Regions from separate parts of the Hordeum vulgare genome. Here regions 2 and 3 are each linked to region 1. Evidence: chromatin contacts called from public Hi-C data. All regions are on one chromosome and are shown on one strand. The core of a region is the stretch at or near the end of the contact, and the rest is flanking DNA. Distances in the headings are between cores, read along the strand shown. Region 1 holds the start of LOC123409624 (phosphoserine phosphatase, chloroplastic-like). Region 2 holds the start of LOC123410788 (lysM domain-containing GPI-anchored protein LYP6). Region 3 holds the start of LOC123411346 (probable tyrosine-protein phosphatase DSP2).

Region 1 (3,895 bases), core at 368-2,867:
CGATCCTCAAGATGAGTGATAGGAAGATTTGTTGAACCAGTTTTCAAGACCGGCGACCAAAGATGAAGAACAGTTCGGAAGAACCGAGGAGCGTCCCCAACTTGAAGACCGGTTCAGGGGGCTACTAACGGTGTCCTAGACTAGGAGTACTCACCACGTCGTCTTCCGGCCAGTGAGTCGGGCCGAGGACCCCCATGGCGGTTAACTAATGGGCCACTTTGGGCAGCCGATGACATATACGAGGAAGATTCCACAAGACTTGATCATCAAGACAAGGGCTCCTCTCTCCTATGTAGTGGACTAGGAGTCTTGTTACCCTAGGCCTGTTGTGCATTATATAAGCCGAGGCCAGGCTAGTCAATAGAAGATGAGACACATCAACATCATTGCCCTTAGGGTTTTGACCATAACATATGATCACGGGGCAGATCAACTCTGTACTCGATACTTCATCATCAATATAAATAAAAGCAGGACATAGGGTATTACCTTCATCAAAAAGTCCTGAACCTGAGTAAACATCGTCTCCCCTGTTTCTGTTACCATTGATCCAAGATCCATAGCTCGGGAACCCCTACCCGAGATATGTCGGTTTTAACACCGACAACTATCATAGAAAGAGATATTTTTAACCGGCAAATAGAGATATTGAATAGCGGGAAACAAATGGTAAGGTAGTACAAAAAAAGTAGTAATTGCAAAATTTTTTGAAAAAACATGAACTTTTTTGATAACAAACTTGCTCAAGCGCTATACGCGCGTATAACTTTTTTTCCGAAGAAATGGCTTTCGTGGTATTGTTGCCGGAAAAGACAAAATCAACACTACATTAGAGTTATACATTCGCTTTATATTGTCCTGCAAACTTTGTTTTTTCTACTCAGATTTTTTAGGGAGTTTCTTTCGATGGGTGTGGGTGGGGTGGGGGGAGGGGTACGGAGTTTTACTTTGTCGAAGTTTCTATACGAGTGTGCTAGTAAGTGAAGTTTGTTCAAATAAAGTTTTGAATATTTTTAACTTTTCTGAATTGTAAAAAAATTGAAAAGTTTTATCAGGTTCATCACAACCAGGTGTATTATGGTATTTTCCGATATCGGACGGGCAATAGTTGTATTTTCCGATATTCCTGGATGAGAGAATATCATACGGAAACCAACATTTGGTGGAAACCGATGAAAACCAGAAGAAAAATATGTTTTGAAGTTTAGAAAAAACTAAAACAAATACTGAATGTTAAGAGGATGATGTTTTATCGTCACGTAAAATTTTAGATCGAAACGCATTACAAGCTGTGAGCTATGAAAAAGAGGAAATCACCTTTAAATAGTGCCAAATAGTAATGTCACTATTCAGAGCTGAAATTTGTCTTTTTCATAGCTCACATCTCGTGATGTGTTTCAACTTGAAATTTTGTGTGACAATAAAACATCATCATATTAACGTTCCATATTTTTTCAGAATATTTTGAAACTTTAAAATATGGTTTTCAAAAAAGAATTCATTGAATGTTGGTTTTCTTATGATATTCTCCCTGGATGGTAACAAAAGCCAATCAGTAGGCCCACACTTGTCATCGGAGGATGGTAAGTTGGTAACATAGTTCAGGTACGTGGTAGGTGAGGAAGGCCACTCCGCCCGTCACCAACCTTGCTTCTGCAAATCCTTGGTATCGCACCTGGCGCGCCATTCGACCGGACGAAGAATATTCTTCCGCTCTGCAAGCGTGAGTTCCCGGAACACGATCCGATCTTTGTTTTTCCGTTCCTTGCTAGATTTCATCCATGCCGCCCTCCCCTAGATTCTCTGTCCGCCATGGGCGTTCGCTAGTGGCGCGCGGATCCACCAATACGAGCAGGGCAGAGCGAGCCGCCGTGAAACTCATGCTCTGCCCTGTACTGCCGCCGTCTGAGGTGATGCGCCGGCGCCGTCCCTCTGACACGGTAGCGGCCCGCAGTGAGCGGGGCGAGGCGAGCGGCCGCGCGCGCTGCTCACCGTGAGGGGGGGAAGGGGGGAGAGACGTCGGCCACGGTGGCAGACAGTCAGCAATCCGTTCTCGGCAGAGAAGATATCATAGTCTACGAAGTAATGCTGTTGCCTGCTGTGCGTATGATTTTATCCGTGCTGCGCCTGCAGGAAGCTTAATTTTAGTCCCGCGTCGGTGTTTGCCACTTTTTGCACCGCCGTGACGCATGCCCACGAGCTGTTTGATGCTTTGCGTCAATGAGTTCGAGCAGGCCCAGGGGCTCGGGCTTTTTCTTTGTGCCAGTAAATGTATCTGTCTTCTCTTGAAACTGGCTGGAGTAACTTGATCTTGGTGGTCGTGTTTTTGGTAAAATCGTGTTTCTTTTGATTTACAGGCAGGTGTGTATGGTATGGCCAGTCCGATCGGTGTACGCACCAGCGCAAGGCATACTCTGTCTGTTTCTCCATTATCTTCAGTTCGATCACCACAGACATCACAGTTAGCGATGAGAACTACAAACCCACTCTTCCCTTGTACCAAGCTCTCTCAAGCTCGTGCCGTGGTGGCAGCAGCAATGGAGGTCACCAAGCACCCCTCTTCTTCTTGTTTCGCCAACCGCCAGCCTTCCAAAGGTTAGTACTACTTACTGAGAATTCCTTTAATTGGTTAATCCAGGAAGCATAGAGGTTAGCTCATGTAACGATTTTTCTGCTTATGTCCAGAGGTTCTTGAGACATGGCGCAGTGCCAACGCGGTGTGCTTTGATGTGGATAGCACTGTATGCTTGGATGAGGGTATAGATGAGCTTGCTGATTTCTGTGGGGCTGGGCAGGCAGTTGCTGAGTGGACGACGAAGTAAATGTCACATTTTCCGTTGTATGTTAGTACTACTAATATCTTTGGAAGAACTAACCTTGGTCCAATGTTCTCAGGGCAATGACAGGGACCGTTCCATTTGAAGAGGCTCTTGCTGCCCGGATTTCGTTAATCAAGCCATCTCTGTCCCAAGTCCAGGACTGCTTGGAGAAGAGGCCACCCAGGTAACCTTATCCAAGTCCGAACTTCAAGTTGATTCAAGAAATTAATCACTAGTATTTAGCTGCCGTATTTGCTTCCTAGATGGGTCTTTTGAGATTCCACAGCTTTGTTATTCTTAATTAGGAATGATAAGATATGTGCGACTGAACATAACAGAACGGTCTTAGGAATGCCTAACTGATTTCACTCGGCTTCTCTTTTTACGCCAATATGAAAAATATTAGCTAGACTATATGCAAAATTGGTCTGGTACTAGTACCACAAGAAAAACAACATTTCAGGATAATACCACCATATAGTCTAAGTTCTTTTTAATACCACTAAATGAGATACAAAATACTACCTGCTTATACGACTTGAGTCTCCACCGTTAGGCCGTTACGTGCCCTGCAACCACAACATAAACCCTCTGATTTATTCACCGTGTGTCTTAAGAAGAGTTTTCCTAATATCTCTGACTACAGAATAATGCTAAGATGGTATTCGTTAGTCATTTATTCAGCACTAAAACAGATGTAATTTTCGTGTTAGATACGCACATTGTTTATTTTCTTGGTTCATCCACATGTTTATCAAAAGCAATATGTTTGTATCTGCAGGATTTCTCCTGGAATCGCTGATTTGATTAAAACGTTATTAGCTAATAATACTGAAGTGTTCCTTGTGTCAGGAGGTTTCCGACAAATGATCGAGGTATATCTTCACTAATTGGCTGCTCTATTGGTATTTTCGGAATATCAGAACATGGTCAAATTTGCCTGTCCTTCAAAAACTTCAAACTTTGATAATTGTTATAGTTGGATGTCACGCCAAGCTTTACTTTTAACATATCTATAGTTTGAATACAGATATTAGTGCTAAAATTCCCATCTATATTATTTTTGGAACATTAAA
Region 2 (3,843 bases), core at 1,050-3,549, 130 kb before region 1:
GATAAGATCTTCGTAGAATATGTAGGATCCAATATGGGCATCCAGGTCCCGCTATTGGATATTGACCGAGGAGTCTCTCGGATCATGTCTACATAGTTCTCGAACCCGCAGGGTCTGCACACTTAAGGTTCGACGTTGTTTTATGCGTATTTGAGTTATATGGTTGGTTACCGAATGTTGTTCGGAGTCCCGGATGAGATCACGGACGTCACGAGGGTTTCCGAAATGGTCCGGAAACGAAGATTGATATATAGGATGATCTCATTTGATTACCGGAAGTTTTTCGGAGTTACCTGGAATGTACCGGGAATGACGAATGGGTTCCGGGAGTTCACCGGGGGGGGGGGGCAACCCACCCCGGGGAAGCCCTTAGGCCATGAGGGTGGCGCACCAGCCCTTAGTGGGCTGGTGGGACAGCCCAAAAGGGCCCTATGCGCCATACAAAGGAAAATCAAAGAGAAAAAAAAGGGAGGTGGGAAGGAAGGGAAGGACTCCCACCCACCAAACCAAGTCCAACTCGGTTTGGGGGGGGAGCCTTCCCCCCTTGGACTCGGTCGACCCCCTTGGGGCTCCTTGAGCCCCAAGGCAAGGTCCCCTCCCTCCCACCTATATATACGGAGGTATTGGGGCTGATTTGAGACGACTTTTCCACGGCAGCCCGACCACATACCTCCACGGTTTTTCCTCTAGATCGCGTTTCTGCGGAGCTCGGGCGGAGCCCTGCTGAGACAAGGTCATCACCAACCTCCGGAGCGCCGTCACGCTGCCGGAGAACTCTTCTACCTCTCCGTCTCTCTTGCTGGATCAAGAAGGCCGAGATCATCGTCGAGCTGTACGTGTGCTGAACGCGGAGGTGCCGTCCGTTTGGTACTAGATCGTGGGACTGATCGCGGGATTGTTCGCGGGGCGGATCGAGGGACGTGAGGACGTTCCACTACATCAACCGCGTTCTCTAACGCTTCTGCTGTACGGTCTACAAGGGTACGTAGATCACTCACCCCCTCTCGTAGATGGACATCACCATGATAGGTCTTCGTGCGCGTAGTAAAATTTTTGTTTCCCATGCGACGTTCATCAACACTACTCCCCTAGCCGCCACCCCTCGAGCGCTCCGTTCCTTCGACGAATAACGCCCGACGGCCGTATGTAGTTCGGCGGCCACAAGGTGTTTGACAAAATACCTGCAAGGTATGTATTGCTTAATTTTATATTTCTAGATGAACTTAATCTAGTTTGATTGGGCTTGGATCATTCGTAGTTTAAATTATATTTGAATCAAGTTTGTAGATGGGTTTGTCCTATGATTTTTTCGATGAAGAATTTGATCTCCAAGAGGAGGAGGATATCTTAATGATCCTACATATCCACGTCAATAAGAGAAGGAGGATATCTTAATGATCCTACCTATCCACGTCAATAAAAGCTGAAGCACGGTGGTTCAATTTTTGGTTGTCAGGATTTGTGGAGGAAAATAATTGATGCCCTCAACTAATTAATGAGAAACTACTTTGGGGAGAATCCCACATATTCCACATCATACTTTCGGCGTCGTTTTAGGATGAGCATCGAGATATTCAAACACACTGTGAAGAAACTAGCGAGGCATGATCGTTTTTTCAGCAAAGGAGGGATGTCATCGGAGAACTCGGACATAGCACCTACCAAAAAGTGGTTGTCGCTTTACGTATGTTGACATACGGTATTCCAGCGGACTATTTATTCGGTTGAAAATAAACAATTTGTTGTATTTATTCATGAACTATTTGTTGTATTATTCATGAATTATTTGTTTGAGTTGAAATAATAATTGAACTATTTATCGTTGATTTATTTTATGTATGTTTGATTTTTTGGTTATATGATTGAGTGGGAAACGTGTTTGTGGTGGACAAGCGCTGTATATTTAGCACCCCTGCTGAAGCATGATCTGTGATGTCGCTAAATTTTGTAACATCCGTTAAAGTTACAACACGTCAACGTTCAATTTTCTTTAACACGCATCTGTTGAAGATGCTCTAAGCAATGAAAACAAGGCAAATCATCAAAGTACTTATAATTTCCCACAGAGAAAAATCAAATTACCCGACATTATAAATAGAGTTGGCCACGAGATATCGGTCCCCTCCTCCCCTCCCAAGACACAGATTCCAAGCACGAAAGTCTCTCCGCCAGATAACAAACGTCCCTCCCACCGACGGCTGGGGTCCGCAGACGCGGCACCACATGTCATTGACTACTGTCCACCTGCGTGGCATCCACACCGTTCGTCTAGTCGGCAGTCTCGGCTCCTCCCCGAAAATTTCGATTCCCAGTTTGCACACTGTGGAACCAAAAGCCGAGACACAGCTCGAGCTCAGCTCCCCACCCCACTCCCCCCTCCCCCCCCCCCCCCCCCCCTCCCCGAGGCCCCAACCCTAAGCCCCTCGCCGGGCCCCAATGTCGAGGCTGGCGGCCGCGGCCGCAGGGGCGCTGCTTGTGATCCTCGCAGTGGTGGGTAGCGCGGCGGCGAAGACGACGATCGAGCCGTGCTCCACCGCCGACTCGTGCGCGGCGCTGCTCGGCTACTCGCTCTACGCCGACATGAAGGTCTCCGAGGTGGCGGCGCTCTTCGGCGCGGACCCGGCGGCGCTCCTGGCCGCCAACGCGCTCGACTTCGCCTCCCCCGGCGCCGCCAACCGGATCCTCCCCGCGGGGCTCCTCCTCCGCGTCCCCACCCGCTGCGCCTGCGCCGACGGCGTCCGCAAGTCCGTCTCCGTCCGCTACGCCGCACGCCCCGCCGACACGCTCGCCACCGTCGCCGACGTCGTCTTCGCGGGCCTCGCCTCCGCCGACCAGATCCGCAACGCCAACGGGCTCGCCGAGGCGGACCCCGACGCGCTGCTCGACGCCGGCCAGATTCTCGTCGTCCCCTTCCCCTGCGTCTGCCTCAACTCCACCGACAACAACCTCCCCGCCGTCTACCTCTCCTATGTCGTGCGGGTCGGGGACACCGTGGAATCCATCGCCGCCAGCCACGCCACCACCGTCACGGATCTCAGCAATGTGAATGCCATGGGGAGCCCCATCGTGGCACCCGGAGACATCCTTGCAATTCCATTGTCAGGTAAAATAATCTCCCAATGCTAGTATCAATTATCGTTGCCACCGGCTGCCTTAACACATTCCACATCATTTTCCCACCAATTGTTTTATGAAGTTTCCCCAATAGCCGTGAATGCTTCTTTGCTTCTCCGTTTTATACTTGCAAATTGCAAACCAGATACAAAAAGACCATTGTGAAAGGCTGTAAAGCGGCAGATTTGTGATACTTTAGGCCATGTTAGAAATGTTAAGCTTTTTTAGACAAAAGGCACGGGGCCTGGCTTTATATTGAAAGCTAATGATTGTTTGCATACAACATACTATGATACTTACCAGTTTGCAGCCCAGACCCAAAAGGATAGAGCGAGGAATGGAACTACGGTGAACAATTAAACACCAAAGTATCCTAAAAAAACATCAAAGTATTTTGGAACCAATACTAAAACTACAGTTATTTGCATAGTTGGCGGTTAGATAACAGTGCTATGGTTATCCAGATTCGGAATTTTGGCTTGTGGCAATTACTTTGAATTATCAGATCAAATGCTCATTTTGGTGTTTATCTATATGGATCTGTATGCGTTATTTTCCTCGCCTATATTCACCCATAACCCGACAGCCTTTTTTACATATAAACAAGTCATCAGTTGACCACAGCTGATTAAATCAGGTCAATCTTAAGTTGCATGCCTTCATTAGGCTGAGTCAGAAGCTTGTGCTGAATTGCCATATTGCTCCAACATTTCTACAAGGCCCAACAAA
Region 3 (3,898 bases), core at 392-2,891, 180 kb before region 1:
GAACAAAATACCTCTCCATCCTGCTATTGGTTACATCAACACATTAGACAGTGAGAGATTACATCAACACCTCATGTCTTCCAACATTTTTGTCTTTTCCACTCCACACCATCGTCCACTATTTCACCGACACTTCATCGCACTATCTTCACATGATAGCTCTAATTATTATGTCACTGTTCCATGATGTGGCTCTGAATTGAAAAAGAAATGTGGCAAGTTTTCAACGAATATATCCGCAATTTTTTTCCGTCAAGAAAGCAGAATGTCCAAGCTAATGTATAATGATGCAAGAGTACATGACACACGGTTTTATCGTAAATTTTGTATGTTATGTTGGCTTCATCGCAAAAAGTGGAACATAAATTGTGAAGCACGAACCAAAGCAAGAATGGTACTACCTTCGTCCAAGTGTATAGGGCATGCACGTAGTTCTAGGTTATCAATTTAACTAACTAAATATATATTATATGCGATACAAATTACATATTTATAAACTACATCCCCGCATGAATCTAATGATATATTATTTATTACATATAATACATATTTAAGTAGTTAAATTAACGATCTAGAACTACGTGCATGCCCTATACACTTGGACGAAGGGAGTAATAATGTTGACAAGTCGTACATTTCTTTCTTCTTATACAGTCTCTAATCGCATCTCTAGTATGACTCGACATGTAGGTGGATCTTACTTACATTTTGCTATAGATGGACAGTGATGTGCATTGAAAAGTGTTGACATCTTGACAAGCCTGTAGTACACGCAGCTGGAGTGGCAATAACATACGTTAACATCAATGATCGGCCTATATCACCGTCCCTACTATTGAGCATCAAATGGATAGGATGAGAGTTGCGCCCACGCTGTGAAGGAAAAACAAATTTACACTTATAGTGTCTCCTCGGTAAGATGATTTCAACGTTGTGTTAATCCTCAAACAATTTGCTGGACTCAATCGACGGTTGTCTTCGGTAGATTTGCTCAGATTCGATCTTCGTTCGTCTACATTCATGTGCCTTCAGGTTGAATCCTTCTGATTTACATGCCTTCTCATCATCGGCGGTTGTTGTTCTCTTGTGTTGGTCCTATGTGACCTTAACACAACGACTTTCCAATTATCTATTGCAACAAGTTTTGTCAGACTTCGACGAGGAAGCAGTTGCAGCAAGTTTTGTCATCGCTTGTAGTCGTCGATAGATGGCCTACGGATATGAAAGTAATTTTTCTTATTTATGCGTTCGTTGAACTATCGTAAATAAAAATGAATAGACTAAAGTTTTTCAAAAAAATAAAATCCTGATGTACTTTTGTAAAACCTTGGGGATAATCTGTTGAACCACCGCACTCCTTCTCAAGATTAAATCATCAGGATTCAGTTTGACGGGATTAAACTACATCACACATGAACAATGATGGAAACCAATTATGCTAGACACTCTAGATGTCATAACACACATTAAATCACCTCCTTATCCCAAAATTTCACCTTTCCTCATCATCAAGCTTTTTTTCTTGGAGTTCCCTTCCTCCAATTACCCACCTTTTCCCCCATCTTGCAACCTTTTGGAGTTTCCCTCCCTTCCTTCCTTCATCATCATCTTGTCCTATAAATAACCTCTTGCTTCCAGTTAGGCCATTACACCCACACCGCTCAAGCCATCACGCACACAAAGCACACCCATCTCGTTGGGATTTGACGGTTGTGCCCCCGCCCCCGCCCCCGTGCGCCCGGGAGCCATCATGAAGCTGGAAATCATGCCCAAGCAGAGGGCCCTGGAGGCGGGGCAGCGGGAGGAGGCCATGGAGATGAGCGGCCTGGAGCTGTGGAAGCACGAGAAGCCGCCCAAGATCTTCCCCATGCCCCCGCCGCTGCTGGCGGCGGGGGCCTGCGGCGACGAGTCCACGCTCGTCCCGCCGCTCAACTTCGCCATGGTCGACGACGGCATCTACCGCTCCGGCTTCCCGGCCGCCGCCAACTTCCGCTTCCTCAAGTCCCTCAACCTCCGCTCCATCGTGTGAGGATCTCCCCGCTCCGTCCGCATGCCTGCAATTGTTTTCGCGCTGCTCGTGCCCTGCGGTTTCTGTTTCTGACGTACGTCCGCCGCCTCCTCGCTCGCGCAGGTACCTCTGCCCGGAGCCGTACCCGGAGACCAACACGGAGTTCCTCGACAAGAACGGGATCAAGCTCCACCAGTTCGGAATCGAGGGCCGCAAGGTAACCAAAGACGAACAATCCGGCTTGCTTTGCTTTCCCTTTATGAAATTCTCTTCTCTATACGTTGTTTCTCTTGATGCCAATTCTTGGAGAAGGTAGGATCGCAGCTAGCTTATAGATAAGAATAGGATAACCATGATTACTTTCCGGAAGATACGAGAATTGCTCGCCAAGAACCGAGGTCGTTGATCATGTCGCTATTACGTACGCATCCTAGATTAATTAGTACTGCTCGCCTAGGTGGCTCGGGGGAGAATCCAATGCATCCCTGGCTGGATTTTATTTGCTGTCAACTGGCTTGCCTAATAGGCGCATCTATCTCCTTTCTCCTACCACTGGTACTATCTGGGGATTTTTCAAGTTTTACGCCACATCGGCCGTGGTCCCTTTCAGCATTGGCTTGATTAATCGACCCAGCTGTGCTGCTCATTTTAAACAATAATTTTCCTAATATTCCCAATGGTTTCTGCTAATTGGTTTGCTCCTGTGATAACAAGGCTGGTAGTGAGTGTGCATAGTTCCCAAAGCATCTCCATTATCCCCTTTCATTTTTTCCTTAGTTTTTCTTTTCGTTTCTTCTTTTCTGTTTCTTGTTTCAGTGGTGGTTTCACTGTTTCTGCAAAGTAGGCAATTCAAGGACTAGTTGTTTTTTGGTTTTTTCCTTGCAAAAACGTCGCAATTTATTTGGTACATGATTCTTCTTGTTTGTGCTTCAGTGTGAGCAGCTCATGGGACCTGTCTGTAACTCCTATTCACACCATATGCTCTTTAGGTTGTTTTAAGCAGCTTTAATGGTCCCAACAGGCTAAGCCCAATTTTGTGAATTAAAATTGATGGTTGATGCATGAAGCACCACAAGTTTCATGTGCTCTGTTTGGCAACCTAATCCACAATGGCTCGTGTGTTAAGTTTACATTGGACTGATTTAGCTGTCTGAGTCAAGTTGGACGAAATGTATAAAAAGCTTACGCACTGTAGAGGGTAGAATCACAAGTTGTGGTCTTTCACTATGCAGATGGTGCCTAAGAAAATCCAATTTTTTTTCACAAGTAATAAGAAAGAAAAATAAATAACTGGGGGCATGTTAGTATGGTACACAATGATAGAGGCAACGTGCATCCACACATTGGGCTGTCCTGTGTGTTGTTCTGTTCTTGATGAGAGGGGATAACACTGGGGGCCTAGATCTGCCGCAGTTTTTCGAGATCCGTAAATTGCCCTGTTCACCAAGATTAGCAGCTGGAATTGAGCATGGACGACAGTACATTGGATTCTTCCTGCTGGCAAATGATTGCTGATTTATCATGCTAGGTTTCAGTCACTATACAATTCGTCGGCTGGATGATTGATTAGATCACCACATATGGTTTGTGCCAGGGATCTAGCAACGATAGATCTGAGCATTAGGAAACATATTTTAGATGAAACTTCATTGTTTTTGTTAGCATGTTGAACTGTTCCCTGCTTTCATGTGACCATGTACCACGCTAGTGCTTTGCATCTGATCTTGGTAGAATATAAATATCTGCATGCAAGCTTAAACGTATGTGGTGCTGCTTCTCCATGTGTTCATGCTGATTATCCTGAATATGAAATGTCAGGTTGTTGTACGTGATAATTTTATTTTCATTCAAAAGAATTTCATGCCATTTATATGAATAGGAGTTGCAGTA

The links. A called contact is a pair of places that touch in the nucleus more often than the background predicts.
Region 2: a Hi-C map of leaf shows a contact between it and region 1, with 4 times the contacts expected there. The contact joins the promoter of LOC123410788 here to the promoter of LOC123409624 in region 1. A contact is called at or near these places in 2 of 6 Hi-C or Micro-C datasets (leaf and seedling).
Region 3: a Hi-C map of leaf shows a contact between it and region 1, with 2.3 times the contacts expected there. The contact joins the promoter of LOC123411346 here to the promoter of LOC123409624 in region 1. A contact is called at or near these places in 3 of 6 Hi-C or Micro-C datasets (leaf and seedling).

The regions. Positions count from the first base shown.
Region 1 is chr7H:75,359,640-75,363,534 of MorexV3_pseudomolecules_assembly, forward strand. LOC123409624 (phosphoserine phosphatase, chloroplastic-like) reads left to right here and starts at 1,618. Exons shown (of 8, transcript XM_045102484.1): 1 at 1,618-1,723; 2 at 2,358-2,595; 3 at 2,686-2,818; 4 at 2,896-3,003; 5 at 3,601-3,694. The coding sequence starts at 2,373.
Region 2 is chr7H:75,228,863-75,232,705 of MorexV3_pseudomolecules_assembly, forward strand. It overlaps LOC123410788 (lysM domain-containing GPI-anchored protein LYP6), which reads left to right and starts at 2,300. Exons shown (of 5, transcript XM_045103727.1): 1 at 2,300-3,103. The coding sequence starts at 2,437.
Region 3 is chr7H:75,182,882-75,186,779 of MorexV3_pseudomolecules_assembly, forward strand. LOC123411346 (probable tyrosine-protein phosphatase DSP2) reads left to right here and starts at 1,642. Exons shown (of 5, transcript XM_045104276.1): 1 at 1,642-2,025; 2 at 2,132-2,225. The coding sequence starts at 1,751.